Regions from separate parts of the Zea mays genome. Here region 1 is linked to region 2. A link is a contact called in public Hi-C data. All regions are on one chromosome and are shown on one strand. The core of a region is the stretch at or near the end of the contact, and the rest is flanking DNA. Distances in the headings are between cores, read along the strand shown. Region 1 holds the start of LOC100282476. Region 2 holds the start of LOC100272746.

Evidence for each region. A called contact is a pair of places that touch in the nucleus more often than the background predicts.
Region 1: a Hi-C map of ear shows a contact between it and region 2, with 2.1 times the contacts expected there. The contact joins the promoter of LOC100282476 here to the promoter of LOC100272746 in region 2. A contact is called at or near these places in 3 of 25 Hi-C or Micro-C datasets (ear, leaf and tassel).

The regions. Positions count from the first base shown.
Region 1 is chr4:14,033,497-14,040,965 of Zm-B73-REFERENCE-NAM-5.0, forward strand. It overlaps LOC100282476, which reads left to right and starts at 3,687. Exons shown (of 2, transcript NM_001155385.3): 1 at 3,687-4,138; 2 at 4,295-4,945. The coding sequence starts at 3,798. The coding sequence ends at 4,715. LOC100191365 reads right to left here. Exons shown (of 16, transcript NM_001136799.1): 8 at 7,087-7,155; 9 at 6,914-7,003; 10 at 6,216-6,360; 11 at 6,060-6,148; 12 at 5,882-5,977; 13 at 5,735-5,802; 14 at 5,540-5,639; 15 at 5,372-5,428; 16 at 4,883-5,282. The coding sequence ends at 5,127. It overlaps TRNAA-UGC (transfer RNA alanine (anticodon UGC)), which reads left to right and starts at 3,406; the gene lies at 3,406-3,478.
Region 2 is chr4:13,877,720-13,884,982 of Zm-B73-REFERENCE-NAM-5.0, forward strand. LOC100272746 reads right to left here and starts at 4,116. Exons shown (of 5, transcript NM_001147199.1): 1 at 3,722-4,116; 2 at 2,317-2,414; 3 at 2,164-2,229; 4 at 1,281-1,972. The coding sequence starts at 4,092.

The sequences.
Region 1 (7,469 bases), core at 2,437-4,936, 160 kb after region 2:
CTCTCTAGCCACTTGGTATAAACTGTGCTAACGCCTAATCAAGTTTTGTGGCTATAAGTTTAAGTTTTTACAGGATCACCTATTCACCCCCCCCCTCTAGGTGCTCTCAGGGCCCCCTCAAGCAACGGACACACCTTCGGCTCGCCCGAGGCCCAGTCTTCGCCGAGAAGCAACCTTGGCCAGATCGCCACGCCAACCGACCGTATCGCAGGAGCATTTAATGCAAGGATGGCCTGACACCTTATCCTGACGCGCGCTCTTCAGTCGACAGAGCCGAAGTGACCGCAGTCACTTCGCCGCTCCACTGACCGACCTGACAAGAAGACAGCGCCGCCTGCGTCGCTCCGACTGCTGTGCCACTCGACAGAGTGAGGCTGACAGCAGCCAAGTCAGGCCTCGGGCGCCATAGGAAGCTTCGCCTCGCCCGACCCCAGGGCTCGGCCCCCGTCTTGGCCTCGGACGATGGACTCTGCCTCGCCCGACCCCAGGGCTCGGACTCAGCCTCGGCTCCGGAAGACGACGAACTCCGCCTCGCCCGACCCCAGGGCTCGGACTCGGGCTCGGCCCCGGAAGACGACGAACTCCGCCTCGCCCGACCCTAGGGCTCGGACTTAGCCTTGGCCTCGGACGACGGTCTCCGCCTCGCCCGACCCGGGGCTCGGACTCGACCTCGACCTCGGAAGACAGACTCGACCTCAACCTCGGAGGAGCCTCCGCCTCGCCCGACCTAGGGCTCGGGCCGACCACGTCACAGGAGGGGCCATCATTACCCAACCCCTAGCTCGCTCAGGCTACGGGGGATAAGACCGGCGTCCCATCTGGCTCGCCCCGGTAAACAAATAATGATGGCGCCCCGCGTGCTCTATGACGACGGCGACTCTCAACCCCTTACGGAAGCAAGGAGACGTCAGCAAGGACTTGACAGCCCCGACAGCTGTCCTTCCGCAAGGCTCCAGCGCTCCTCCGACGGCCACGACATCACATGAACAGGGTGCCGAAACCTCTCCGGCTGCCACGACGGCATGTACTTATGGCTCTAGCTCCTCTCTGCTAGACACGTTAGCACACTGCTACATCCCCCATTGTACACCTGGGCCCTCTCCTTACGCCTATAAAAGGAGGGTCCAGGGCTCTCGTACGAGGAGGTTGGCCGCGCGGGAGGACGGACCGGCGCGTATAAGGCTCTCGCTCTCTCCCACGCGGACGCTTGTAACCCCCTACTGCAAGCGCACCCGACCTGGGCGCAGGACAACACGAAGGCTGCGGGTTTCCCCTTTTGCCTGTCTCCCTTTTCTCCCCTTCATGCTCCGTCTCGCGCCGACCCATCTGGGCTGGGACACGCGGCGACAATTTACTCGTCGGTCCAGGGACCCCCGAGATCGAAACGCCGACAAATGCGTACCAAAGTAATGTGATAGATAAAAGCTGATGATGATAGATATAAATCCGATTCATATCGATAGCGAATGTGACTGTAGATATAAGATATAGCCTACAAGGTTACCAGGGCCGGAACCAGCCTAACTACAGTTGCCTGATGTAGCGCCTGATGTAGCCTGCTTTGTTTGGACTGAACTGACCAATCATTTCATGTGCTTAGAGGAAGTTTGTACGTGTGCCGATTGCTGAAGCATAGTTACTCCCGAGGATTTGTGTAACACCCCGTCCAATCCCTGGACCGGCGGTACTTACTCCTGGCAGCTCTTTAGGATCATATATTGTCCCCACATACCAACACAAGTCTTTTGTGCGCACTTTGTCCTCACTCATGCGCACCCGAGAAAACTTCCCGGTCGGTCACCCATCCCAAATTGCTCCAAGCCAAGCACGCTTAACTTGGAGGTTCTTTCAAGATAGGCTTCCGAAAAAGAATATGCACCTTGTTGGTATGATTACACTATTAATTCTATTAAGCCTTGGGCCAGGACATCCCATCCCAGGGGCCAGGATATCACAATCCACCCCCCTTAGAAGACCGACGTCCTCGTCGGTCAACCCCAATCCAGGAACCTCCCCTCTTGGCCACGTCTGTATGTCTAGTGTCGTCATATGCCATGCCATGTGACCACTCCGGGCCCAGATGCGCCATGCGCCATATACCCGAACCCCCTAGCCCACACACGCCCGTGAAACCGCGAGGGTCGGCTCTGATACCACTTGTAACACCCCGTCCAATCCCTGGACCGGCGGTACTTACTCCTGGCAGCTCTCTAGGATCATATATTGTCCCCACATACCAACACAAGTCTTTTGTGCGCACTTTGTCCTCACTCATGCGCACCCGAGAAAACTTCCCGGTCGGTCACCCATCCCAAATTGCTCCAAGCCAAGCACGCTTAACTTGGAGGTTCTTTCAAGATAGGCTTCCGAAAAAGAATATGCACCTTGTTGGTATGATTACACTATTAATTCTATTAAGCCTTGGGCCAGGACATCCCATCCCAGGGGCCAGGATATCACAATCCACCCCCCTTAGAAGACCGACGTCCTCGTCGGTCAACCCCAATCCAGGAACCTCCCCTCTTGGCCACGTCTGTATGTCTAGTGTCGTCATATGCCATGCCATGTGACCACTCCGGGCCCAGATGCGCCATGCGCCATATACCCGAACCCCCTAGCCCACACACGCCCGTGAAACCGCGAGGGTCGGCTCTGATACCACTTGTAACACCCCGTCCAATCCCTGGACCGGCGGTACTTACTCCTGGCAGCTCTCTAGGATCATATATTGTCCCCACATACCAACACAAGTCTTTTGTGCGCACTTTGTCCTCACTCATGCGCACCCGAGAAAACTTCCCGGTCGGTCACCCATCCCAAATTGCTCCAAGCCAAGCACGCTTAACTTGGAGGTTCTTTCAAGATATGCTTCCGAAAAAGAATATGCACCTTGTTGGTATGATTACACTATTAATTCTATTAAGCCTTGGGCCAGGACATCCCATCCCAGGGGCCAGGATATCACAATTTGTTCGGTTATTTTCAATCTATAGATTGGAAGAGATTGATACGTATTGAGAGAGATTTTGACTTACTAAGGATTGAAACCCTTTAATCACCTTCAATTTATATGGATTGGCATAGAAGGGAAGACCCCTCTCCCTCCCTTTCAACTACACTAGTTACCAATGGCACAAATCTCGTAGCATCTGCAGTGGCTACCAATGGCACAAATCATGTCTTGTATCGGGCGACAAAACCGCTAGTCACAAGAGTGCTGAGGCCAAAGCTGAGAGACTGGAGACGGCAGTAACGAAGATCCAAGCATTGTTGCCGTTTCAAGAAGACCTCTCCCTGATGATACCGTGGAACGCAAACCTGATGCGCGTTATCATGGGAGGCGACACCCAAAATCCTGAATTACAAAAACATTATTAATTTAATCACAGTTAAAAATTACAACAAGGGGATGTAGCTCAAATGGTAGAGCGCTCGCTTTGCATGCGAGAGGTACGGGGTTCGATCCCCCGCATCTCCAAACTGTTTTTTACCCCCCTTGTTTTATTTTTTTTACCTCTTCTCCCTCATTGTCACTTGGTCAGTACTCAGTACTACTCAGGATAACTGTGCGGACGAATTCGATTGCGTACCGTCTAAACTGACAGCGCAAGTGTTCGTGCGGCGGGAAAATTTCTGCAGTTTCATTTCTCGTTCGGAATATGGTTACCGTTCCTTTTTCTTTTTGTACATGTGGCCATTGGCTAAGTGAACAGCGACACCTCATCGCCTCGCCCTCCTACCACGACAACTGGAACGTGCGAGCCTCATCACCTCCCGACTCCCCTCCACGCCTTGGAATGCTGCCTGCGCAGACGCTAACACACACGTTTCCCATGGCAGCGTCCACGGCCTCGCGCATCTTCACGCCCTTCCTCCACCGGCACCAGCGGCGCACGAAGGCAGTCGTGGTCGCAGCCGCGAGCCCGCCCGACGCCGAACCGACTCCTGCGACGGCGGACGGTGCAGGGCCGGGGAAGAAGAAGACGGTGGACACCAGGATACACTGGTCCAACCCCGACGAAGGGTGGGTAGGAGGCAAGGCCAAGAAGGAAGGCGACGGCCGCGGCAGCAGCAAGAACGAGCCGTTGGGAGGGAGGTTCGCGGACCTCATCAACAACGCGGCCGAGTCTCACTACCAGTTGAGTTCATCTCCAATCCATGCTCATATGTCCTTTTGGATTGCCGTCCAGCTGTACATAAATTTGTAGAGCTCTGTTCGAGACACTGTCATCATCATGTCAATACTTTGTTACTAACGGCGACACATGACTGAACTGCAAAATCTATCACCCAGGTTCCTTGGCATAGCGCCAGAGGCGGACATCGAGGAGATCAAGACGGCGTACCGGCGGCTGTCCAAGGAGTACCACCCGGACACGACGACGCTGCCGCTCAAGGTGGCGTCGCAGAAGTTCATCCGCCTGCGAGAGGTGTACAACGTGCTGAGCAAGGAGGAGACACGGCGGTTCTACGACTGGACACTGGCGCAGGAGGCCGAGAGCCGCCGCCTGCAGCAGCTCAGGTCCAGGCTCGAGGACCCATACGAGCAGGACATCATCAACTACAAACCCGTGCCAGACATGGTTGACCGCCTCGGCGGCAAGAACATGAAGCTTAGCGATCAGGCCATGACTGCGCTCACCATCGATATCGTTATCATCATCATCTCCATCTGCTGCATCATCTATGCTGTTTTCTTCAAGGAGCAGTACTGACAGCAGCATACCAGCAACAGCAGCAAGGTTGCAGGAGTGTACCATAGACAGAACATTATAGGTAAATTAACTGATAATGCCCTAAGATTGTCTTTTGGGATGTTATCATGCACTGCATCATGTAATGTCCAATAGAATAAGGTAGGAACGACGATTATTCATGGTTTGTTGCCAACAATCCTATATTTGCATAATCAAATCATAATTCCAGTATAAATCTGTGACATCATAATTTATTGCGTCAAATCAAAAGACAATCTGAAAAGAGGGCAAAATTCCCTAACAAGATATCTTGTGCTCTTGCTGTACTCTACTTGGAACTTGGTTAAATAAGTGAGATGGAACTGGAGGTAATCTCCCATGCGATACATGAAACTACAGCATGGGTTGTAGGTATCAATCATCTAATGCCTAACCTTCACACTCAATGATCTTGACAACAGAAGAATCACCAATCTTTTCAAAGATTATCAACCTGTCGAAAGGCTTCACTATGCCAACCGACCGACCATAGCTCATCGCAAGTTTTATCCCATACTCTTCCTTTGTTAGCCCACCAGTTTCGGCCTATTACAGAGTTTTAAGCATTCATGGTTAGCCATATGTTTTTTTACATGTAACTCTAATGTTAGGGAAAAATACAATTGCTTACATACCTCATCAGTACTCCCCATCAAAGGGTACACGCCTCTCACTGCGAAACATTGTCTTGCCTGAAAGTGGTTTAATAATGGTTACACATTCGAGTTTGCTGGTCCTGCTTCACGACAACCAGAAAACTAAGGAAGCATGAAACTCAGCAGAATCATAGACATACAAGTTACCTGTGTTGTGCCATAAGAACGCCACTTTGATGGATCGGATCCTTCACGTGGGAAGATAACTGCTAAAATTGGCATTGTTGGCCTATACTTGGCAACTAACCTGTGAACAGATAAGCATAAAATGAATTGATTGCTCCGTATGATGGAAATGTGTCTAATGGTGTGCTGATCATGAAATGAAATAAAGGGGAGCACCTCGCAGCTCTCCCTGAGAATGTGAACACAACAATGGCAGCAGCTTTTACTTTGATTGCAGAACCAACCTAAAAACCAAGTAATGGTTAACTGATGTTCTATAAATTAGAAAGCTTGTGTTTATTCCAATGAATTGATAGTATTTACCGCTGCTGATGCCACAGATTCCTCGTGGGGCATTGGGTCACCTACATGCCACATTACTTTCTTGAATTGAAGCGGCTGATTATACACAGTCTCAGCCTGGAGGATTTACCATTGATTAGTCAAGTATTTCAGATGGTTGAATGGTTCTATTACAGTTTCTTCTTAAATAGAAACATACTTCTGCACATATTCTCCCCACAGTACTCACTGCATCAACAGGATAAAGCCCTCGAAGTGTCTCCGCACCAAGCAAAATGCCATCAGTGCCTAGAGACCAGCACAGGAAATAAGAATGACATTCATAAAATGATAGAAATGTAGTAAAAGTGTTCACCATCTAGGACAGCATTTGCAACATCAGTTGCCTCTGCACGGGTAGGGCGTAGATTGTCAATCATGCTGTCCACAACTCTAGTGATGATCACAGGTTTACCCTCCAAATTGCATTTATGAATAGCTGTCTTTTGGAACATGAAAACCTGAAGTGTCAAAAGTAACATGTTATGACAGCAAGAATGATTTGTGTAAACTCTGCACAGGAAAGTAAAGGTTGTGGCAGTATTTACAGGTGTTTCTTTTACCCGTAAGAACTAAAGGTGTAATGGTTTGAGGAATGAGGTGGTCCATCATCTTCCTACTTTGTTTTCTGTATTGTTTCATAGAATACAATAAGTTGATGCTCCACCACATCAACCTCACAAGCTAATAGTTAGTACAAGCATGAAGAATGGTGTGATTCCACCAAAATTCAAGGGATGGACTCATGGTGTACAACCTCATCTAAGATGCAGTGGTTCCTTAAACAAAAGACACCCTAAATGAGTCACTTAAACTTTGAATAATAAGCATGTCAATAACACAATTTCAGACCATAACGTTGGAGACTCTTATATTTATACTGTGTAAGTGTGCATTGTTTAAGAATTGCCATACTTGGGCATCATTGATGTACATGAACGAATATGGACATATTTGATAAAATGGTAGGGATATACAGGGTAATTTGGAATTTTATACAAGATTAGAACTTACGTTTTCTGGAGGAAGGTCAATACCCAGGTCTCCTCGAGAAATAATGATACCATCTGCCGCGTTGAGAATGTCATCAAAATGATCCAAACCCTAACATGAAAAGCACAATGAAATAATCAGAAAAGCATTGAAACAAACTGGTGCCAGTATCTTCATAAAAGCATGATGTTTACCTCTGAATTTTCAATCTTCGCGTATATTTGTGTGTCGGGAAGGGCGTGTGCTTGTAAAAAGGCCCTGAGCTGCAAATCACAAAAATATCTGAGATCAGCAGTCTACACCCTCCACACTTTCAAATTTTACTTCGATAACTCAGGTACAGCATGCCAAGAAAACAAGGACCAAAAAGTTTATTGTGGTGCCAAGCCTATGTGCTCAGATGAATTGAGAAATAGTAATGCATTGGTATAGCATTCATGATATGCCATGAAGATCAAACAAAAAATTGATCAACTGACAACATATCATTAGTTTTTATGTGCAAGCATTTATGTTATCTTCTCTTCAACTATTTACCCTATGTGCTTCAATTAACTTAGAGAAGCATCTGTTTTAT
Region 2 (7,263 bases), core at 2,866-5,365:
ATAAATAAATGAAGATTTGAACCATGACTGTTAGCTCTAAACCCACGTTCAACCCCACCTAACCAATAGAACATACATATCTTGTATTTTATATTCTATATTTTAACATAAATGGAAACTGTAACAACATACAGGCACTTGCTATTTCTATAAAAAGACATGAAACTATTTTGTACCCAAACAAAGAGAAATGTAAGTTAGGCCCTGTTTGGTTCTCATTCCCACCTCACTGATGTGGTGGTCAGGGATCCCGAGGGGATCCATAGGGAAGGAATCCCCTTGTTATTTAAAATTGAATTGCAAGTGGATTTCTCCCCCGTGGATCCTCTTGGGATCCCTGACCACCAAATCAGCCCTAAAGATTATTTTTAGTCCCTAAACTACCAAACAGGGTAACTAAATGAGTTCTCCTAAACTTTAGTCCTAGAGTCACCATGGGGTGACTAAAAGTGATCAAACTTCCTTGATTTATCCTTCAGTTGATCCCCACTGCCCCTCCCTAGAACTGAACCAACTACATTAAATAGGGTGGCAATCTTGTCTTTATATGCAAAACTGAATGCACTTTTAGTCAGTTTAAGGGGGTGTTTGGTTTCCACCTCCTAAACTATGAAACAGTATGACTAAATAAAGCCTCTCAAATAGAAATTCTAAGGGCCCCCTAAAGTTTAGGAGGGTGACTAAAGCAACCAAACATCCCCTTAGACTGACTCCAGTGGAATGTGTAAAATAGGGAACACGGAACTGTAGATGATGATATTGTTTGACATTGTTTGCAGAGATAAATTTGAAATAAGGGATAAGATAAGGGATGTCATAGGAGATCTGCTGGGGATAGCCTTAGTTCCTAGGGACTAAAGTTTAGTCCCTAAAGTTGTTTAGTCCCTAAAGTTTAGGAGGGTGACTAAAGGAACCAAATAGGGCCTTAATATGCATGTTCCTCTTAAGAAAGGTTGCTGCGGAATCAGTTATAAGCACGTTTTCTTAAAACTAGCTCTGATGTATTCCTGCACCTCTATTGTAGTCCTCTACTGAATCCAATTTAAACAAATAGAGTGGCGTGGGAATTAAAAAATGAACAAATTAGCTCATAAATCTAAAAAACATTTAACAGGGAGAAAAACTGTAGTCGTACATCTGAAACTCGGCACACAGTTTACGAATTCAATCTAGAACTGGTCAAACAAAGGATGTCCCGGTTTAACTTTAAACTGCTGTATTTCAATTCAAACAGTAACGGCATTTTAAAAGTGAAATGTGTATATCAAATGCTCTCATACCTGCCAGTTTCCTTGTCCTTCACCTGGGCTAGGATACTGACCAGAACCTCTTTGCCAGTTATCTCCACCATATGCTGGTCCAGCCCCCTGTCTGCCATCCCCACCATAACTAGGATTCACACCAGGAACTCTGTTACCACCAGGATTCACTGATGGAGGTACCTGCCCATAGTTACCAAGTGTATTAGGTTGACCATAAGATCCAGGTGCTGATGGTTGGCCATAAGACCCAGGTGCTGAAGGACCACCAGGCCTAAAACCTCCTCCCTGCCCTTGCGAGAAGTTGCTACGCTCTTGGGGGTTGTTGTAACCTTGACCTTGCCCAGCTGGATTTACATGCCCTTGGTACTGAGTTTGACTTCGAAAATCAGGTGGTCCATTGTAGCCTGAACGGTCTGTGTAATCATTCCTTCCAAAACCTCTACCATCCTGACCACCTTGTGCATAATTCTGCTGTGGGGCATAGCCTCTTCCATCTTGCTGCGAGCGGTATGTCTGGTAGTTTCCTTGCTGCGGCGGGTTGTTCTGGTAACCACCTTCTGGTGGAGGACGGTTGTTCTGGTAATTTCCTTGCTGTGGAGGGCCATCCTGGTAGTTTCCTCGGTAGTTACGGTTCCTGTCAGTTCTTGATGGTCTGCTATAATGAACAGGTGGTGGTCTTGGAGTGATGACACCATTGTCATATTTGTCTCCTGGTGAAATCAATACATGTATCAGAATGAACTTCTAGCAAGCATCATCTGCTGGTTGCAATAAAAACATAAAAATGTGGCATGTTTATGAATTCAAGGAAATGTAAAGATTACTCCATTTGCTAACAAGGTATACAAAGAAAGGTGATTCGATTTATTAACTCGTAAATAAAAATGGGAATCCGACAGACCTCCGTACTCCTTTGTTTCTGGATATAGATATGAATCAGGCAAAATGAAAACTACTCCAGGCAAACCTGATCAAAATACCAAGGCAGGGAGGTAAATACTATAAAAGTTGTGTCATTAGTTGCAAGAAAAAAAACATTAGCTACTTCACCCACCGCGAAATTTTTCTGACATTTCCTCGGTCATTACAGCCTGAAAACCAACATAAGTCGTCGTACTAAAAGCATACATCCTCTTCTTGGCCTCCTCATAACTACAAAAAAAATCAGAGCCCATCAAATGAGACAAATTACATTGATTTGTTGAAATTAGTTGTTTATCTCATATAGAGACTATGAATTATTATAAGGGCAACAAGTCAATTATTTGACTAGTTGAAAGTTATGCCACCAAATATATACAATAATGCCCCGTTTGGATCCTTGGAGTTAAATTCTATTCTGATAAATAGTAATTTAGACATAGATCAATTAAGCTATTATGGTTTTATACTGAGTATATTTGTACTACTGTTAGCCATATGAGGGAGATATTTATATGCTGCATTTATACTATAGGAGAGCAAGCCAAAGAGTATGTTATAAGTTGGAGAGTAGGAACATAGACTAGTGATACATAAAATCAATTTCCACCCCCTCGCCCTATGAATTTGAGATAGACTTATATAATGTCAAATTCCAAACCAAATAACCTACTCTATTAAGTAAATTCCAATTCCTTCAAAATAAAAGGATCCAAACAGCCCCTAATAGATTTTAGCATCAAAAGAACAATAACTTGGCAAGTTACAATTTAAATCATTAAGTATATACATCATATGAATATTTGCATTTGTGCAATTAACCAAACATTGATCTTCGGTCAGTGGCACAGAGATCCCAGCTAGTGGGTACCATGTAAAGGATCACAAAAAAAAGAGTACCATGTAAAGTACAATGCTACAGAAACTAGGGAATGTAGACTGTACAGATGTGTGATCCTTGAAACTTGAAAGTCATGGTTGCAAAGGCAACTAGCCATTAGTTTCAGGTGGGCCCTGATATCTTTCGTGTTTCAACATAAACATCCATGTGAACCTATAACACTTTAGGCACCAAACTACCCTGGAAATGTTTGAACCAAACATAGAAACGAACGGGAGTTAGATAGTCTTGGCACTATACACTAACTATTTAATCCCACATCACATTGACACAAACTAATAGATGTTATGCAACCACTTCTAGTATGCATGTTCATTGCAATTCCACCCATGCTCAATAAACAACCTCGGTTACTTTTGATACTAGTCCTATCGTCTGATAATTACAGTACTTGATCACAATCACGACAGCATCTAGTTAACACATAAGTAGCATCTAATTAGATCGAAGACTTGACTGGTACCATATAGCCCACAAGGCAAGCCATGACACAGCAAGATGAAGCAACCGCACAATCCAGGATCGCGTTTCAGCTCCACAAGAACCAATTCACCGCGACAGCAAACCCAATCTGTAACAAGGCCACGCATTTCGTCGCGAAAAAGGAATGAAACGGGGAACCAGCTTGGCGTCATACCTCCCGACGACCTTGGCGAGAGTCTGGAGGTATGTCTCGATCATCTCTTCGCGCGACGGCTTGGGGTCCGGGAAGTCCATGGTGATGAGCCAGTGGTTGTAGTCGCAGCCCTCGAAGAGGATCTCGTCGGGGGAGATCTTGCTGTCGTCCGTCCCATAGTCGGTCCCGCCCCGCGCAGCCGCCGCCGCCGTGGACCTGAACCCGGCGCCGCCGCCGGGCAGGAATCGCCACGGCGGCAGCGGGAGCGGCGCGACCGGGGAGGCGAGGGGAACGAGCGGGCAAGGCCGGGCGACCGAGGTGGACGGGCGGAGCAGGGGTGCCGCGGTGGAGGCCGCCGCGAGGACCCGACGGAGGCGCAGTGCGAGGGCCATAGCGTGGGGCTGAAGGTTTTGGAGTTCTAGGGTTTTTTTGTTGGGGGCTCGGGGCTGCCGAGTACGGGGGTATAATAGGGTTTAGGCTTACGATGGCGTGGGAATTTGGCCAATTGTGCAATCATATTTAGGACTTATTTAGCCCTCGTTTGACTGACTAAAGATTACTTCCTCAATTTAAGTTTTATTTAGTCCCTAAATTATTAAACGATAGAATTAAAATATGAACTAAACTGTTTGTCTATAGTCCCTCAAAATATGACTAAAATGGACTAACTCATATAAATTTCACCTTTTGTTCATTTTTTATTACAGTTACACTGTGGTAGAAGAATATTAAGGCGTGTTTTAGTCTCTCTTGATTTATTTAATGTGTTTTGAGTACTTTTAGTCGCTAGAACCAAATAAGGTAGGTAATAAACTTTAGCCTCCTAACTAAACTTTAGTACTTGGACTAAAGCAACCAAACGGACCCTTAGGACTTGTTGGATTGCGTCTAGATCGAAGTAGATTGAGGAGATTAAATCTTCTTCTATTTAATTTTAACTATGGATAAATTTAATCTCTTTCGATCCTCTTCGATCCAGACGTAAACGAACAAGTCTTTTTATGAGATTTTATAAAAATAATTCTCTTAGAAATAGAATGAGAAATAAAGTATTTAGTGGTTAGAAATCGTCAAATCGACTACGGCTAAAATCTAGACAAAAACCAATCCAAACAAGCTCTTAGCAGAAAGTATAGCCATTCCGAACTCCGTTATATCTCCACCTAAGATATCATTTGGTTCATAAAATGTAATATAAATAGTAATAGTAATGATTTATATTAAAGTATCAACGATAATAAGTTTAAATAAGCCGATATCACTTTCTAGTATGATATCTGATTATAATTAAATTTAAACTAATATAATTTAACGATATTAGTTACACATTATATTATAAATATGTAAACCGAACAACATCTGAGTTATAGCCATTCTAAACTCCTTTATAGAGAAACTAAGTTAAAGTTTAACCAAATATAATAAAATAATAGTAATTATAATATATTCATTATTTATAAATCTTTGTATTGTCTTCTATAATTTTAATGTTTTAATACTTTTAATTAGATAAAAGTAATTTACAATTTAAATCGGAGAGAATAGTGTAGAAGAGTTAGGACGGTCACACTTAGAGTCTATTTGATTCATGGTGTTAAAGTTCAGCACTACAATAATTTAAACACGAGTGTTAAAAGATGCTAAAAGATGTTAAAATTAAGATGCTAAAGTTTAGCACCATTTTTAAGAACAATAACGACAAGTCGTCTAATCATTAATATTTTATACATATGTAGGATAACCTAGTCCCTAAAAAAGAAGACAAGTACAAGTTGGCCCTCGCAATATTGTGGCATTTTTCCATTTTCTTTATGTTGTAGAGGCTGTGACTAAAACGAGCTGAGTTAAGCCTTGATGCTCGATGGGTGATCGAGCTCGGCTCGATTCAATTTGAAGTTGGCTCATAAGCTGACTCGACTAAGCTTGCACGCCTTTGTAAATATAATTGCATTATATATTAATTTAATAGTATTTAAATAAGAAATATAGAATTATTATTCAATATTATGAGCAATATAAAATTTAATTTGTAATATATTCATCATTAAAGAGTAAGAAATAAACTGATAATCCATTATGATTTTATAAATTGATTAATTTAGCATAGTTGGCATAGCTCATGAGCCAAAACGAGAGTTGGCTCGACTCGCTTCACTAACAAGTCCAAAAATTAGGCTCGGCTCGCGAGAGCTCGAGTCAGCTCGCGAGCCTCGAGCTTATTTTTCGACCATAGTAGACATTGCCATGGTGAGAGATGAGCATAATATAAGACTGATTCCAATGGTTTCCCTTCCAGATCCCTCTATTCATACATTCTATTTATATTTAATGCATCCATCTTCCCTTTATTTCATCTTCCGTCCAACTATTCCTCCTATTCAGCTCTCTTATATACTTTAATTGAGATATTTGATTATTATACATCAGTTTTCGGAGTTTTCAAAAATATTACAATACTGTGGTACCGTAATACACATTGTTATCAGTTAATTAAACTTGAAAATGATTATTTCGCAGTTAAAGGCACTGATTAGAGCAAGTATAATATAAGGTTGTAAGCTAACTAAATGTTGAAGTGGATAAGAAAGAATAGAAGAGAGAGGAGAAGCGGGTTGTAAACTTATAGTCTTGGATATAAGAACTAAGAAATTTTGTGAGAGACAAGTAGATCATGTATTAATAGTGAAGAGCTAACCACTATACATACAGGCTAAGAGGTAGGCTGCAGGTATCCTTATAGCCAGCAGTTAGCTATATTATTAAACTTACTCATAACGAAAGGAGGGAGATTAAATCTCCCCGAATGAGAGGGGATTTCCTTACTCCCGCATCCCAATAGAAGGAAGAAGAGGGGTTGTCGTTGGAGCCATTGAGGGAGTGCGACGGGGTGAGCTTTGGGGAAAACGTTGGAGAAGGTCTAACAAGGGAATGTGCGTATGTGAGTGAGTGAGTGAGGGTACAATAGCCAACACAACCATATGGGGCTGGATAGCCCTTGCGGCCATGGCCAGTGGCGAAGGATGTCTAAAATTTTAGATGTGACAATGACAGTCCACACATCTTCTAACAGTACTGGTAATGACTCATGCATAAGATAGTATACTCAATAGAACAAGATTCAAAACTAAAGTTTGAATACACATATTAATATAAGATGTGATGAGTTAATCTCGCAAGCGTATATTCTTTACCTGGTCTCTTTCACCAAAGCGTTATACATTAATGAACCATCTACTTAACACTAGTAAATAAAAAACAACTAAAATAATAAACAAAGTACAAGTTGTCCAACATTTGTTAATTAGCTACAATGTTGACTTATTGCACAACATATAAACTCAACAACCAATACTTTTGTAGTTGTGCTAGGCTTGGGTCATGGCTGGTGGTGCATGAGTGTAGCATCCCAAAAATCCCAATCTAGGTTTGAAACCCTAATCCTCCTTTTACCCCTCCTTTCATCCTCTAATTCTAAGTTCTCCACTAAGTTTTTCTTTCATCATATGCATACATTTTGTTTGATCACAAGGCACCTCACTTAGATTCTACTTTCTAAACACTTA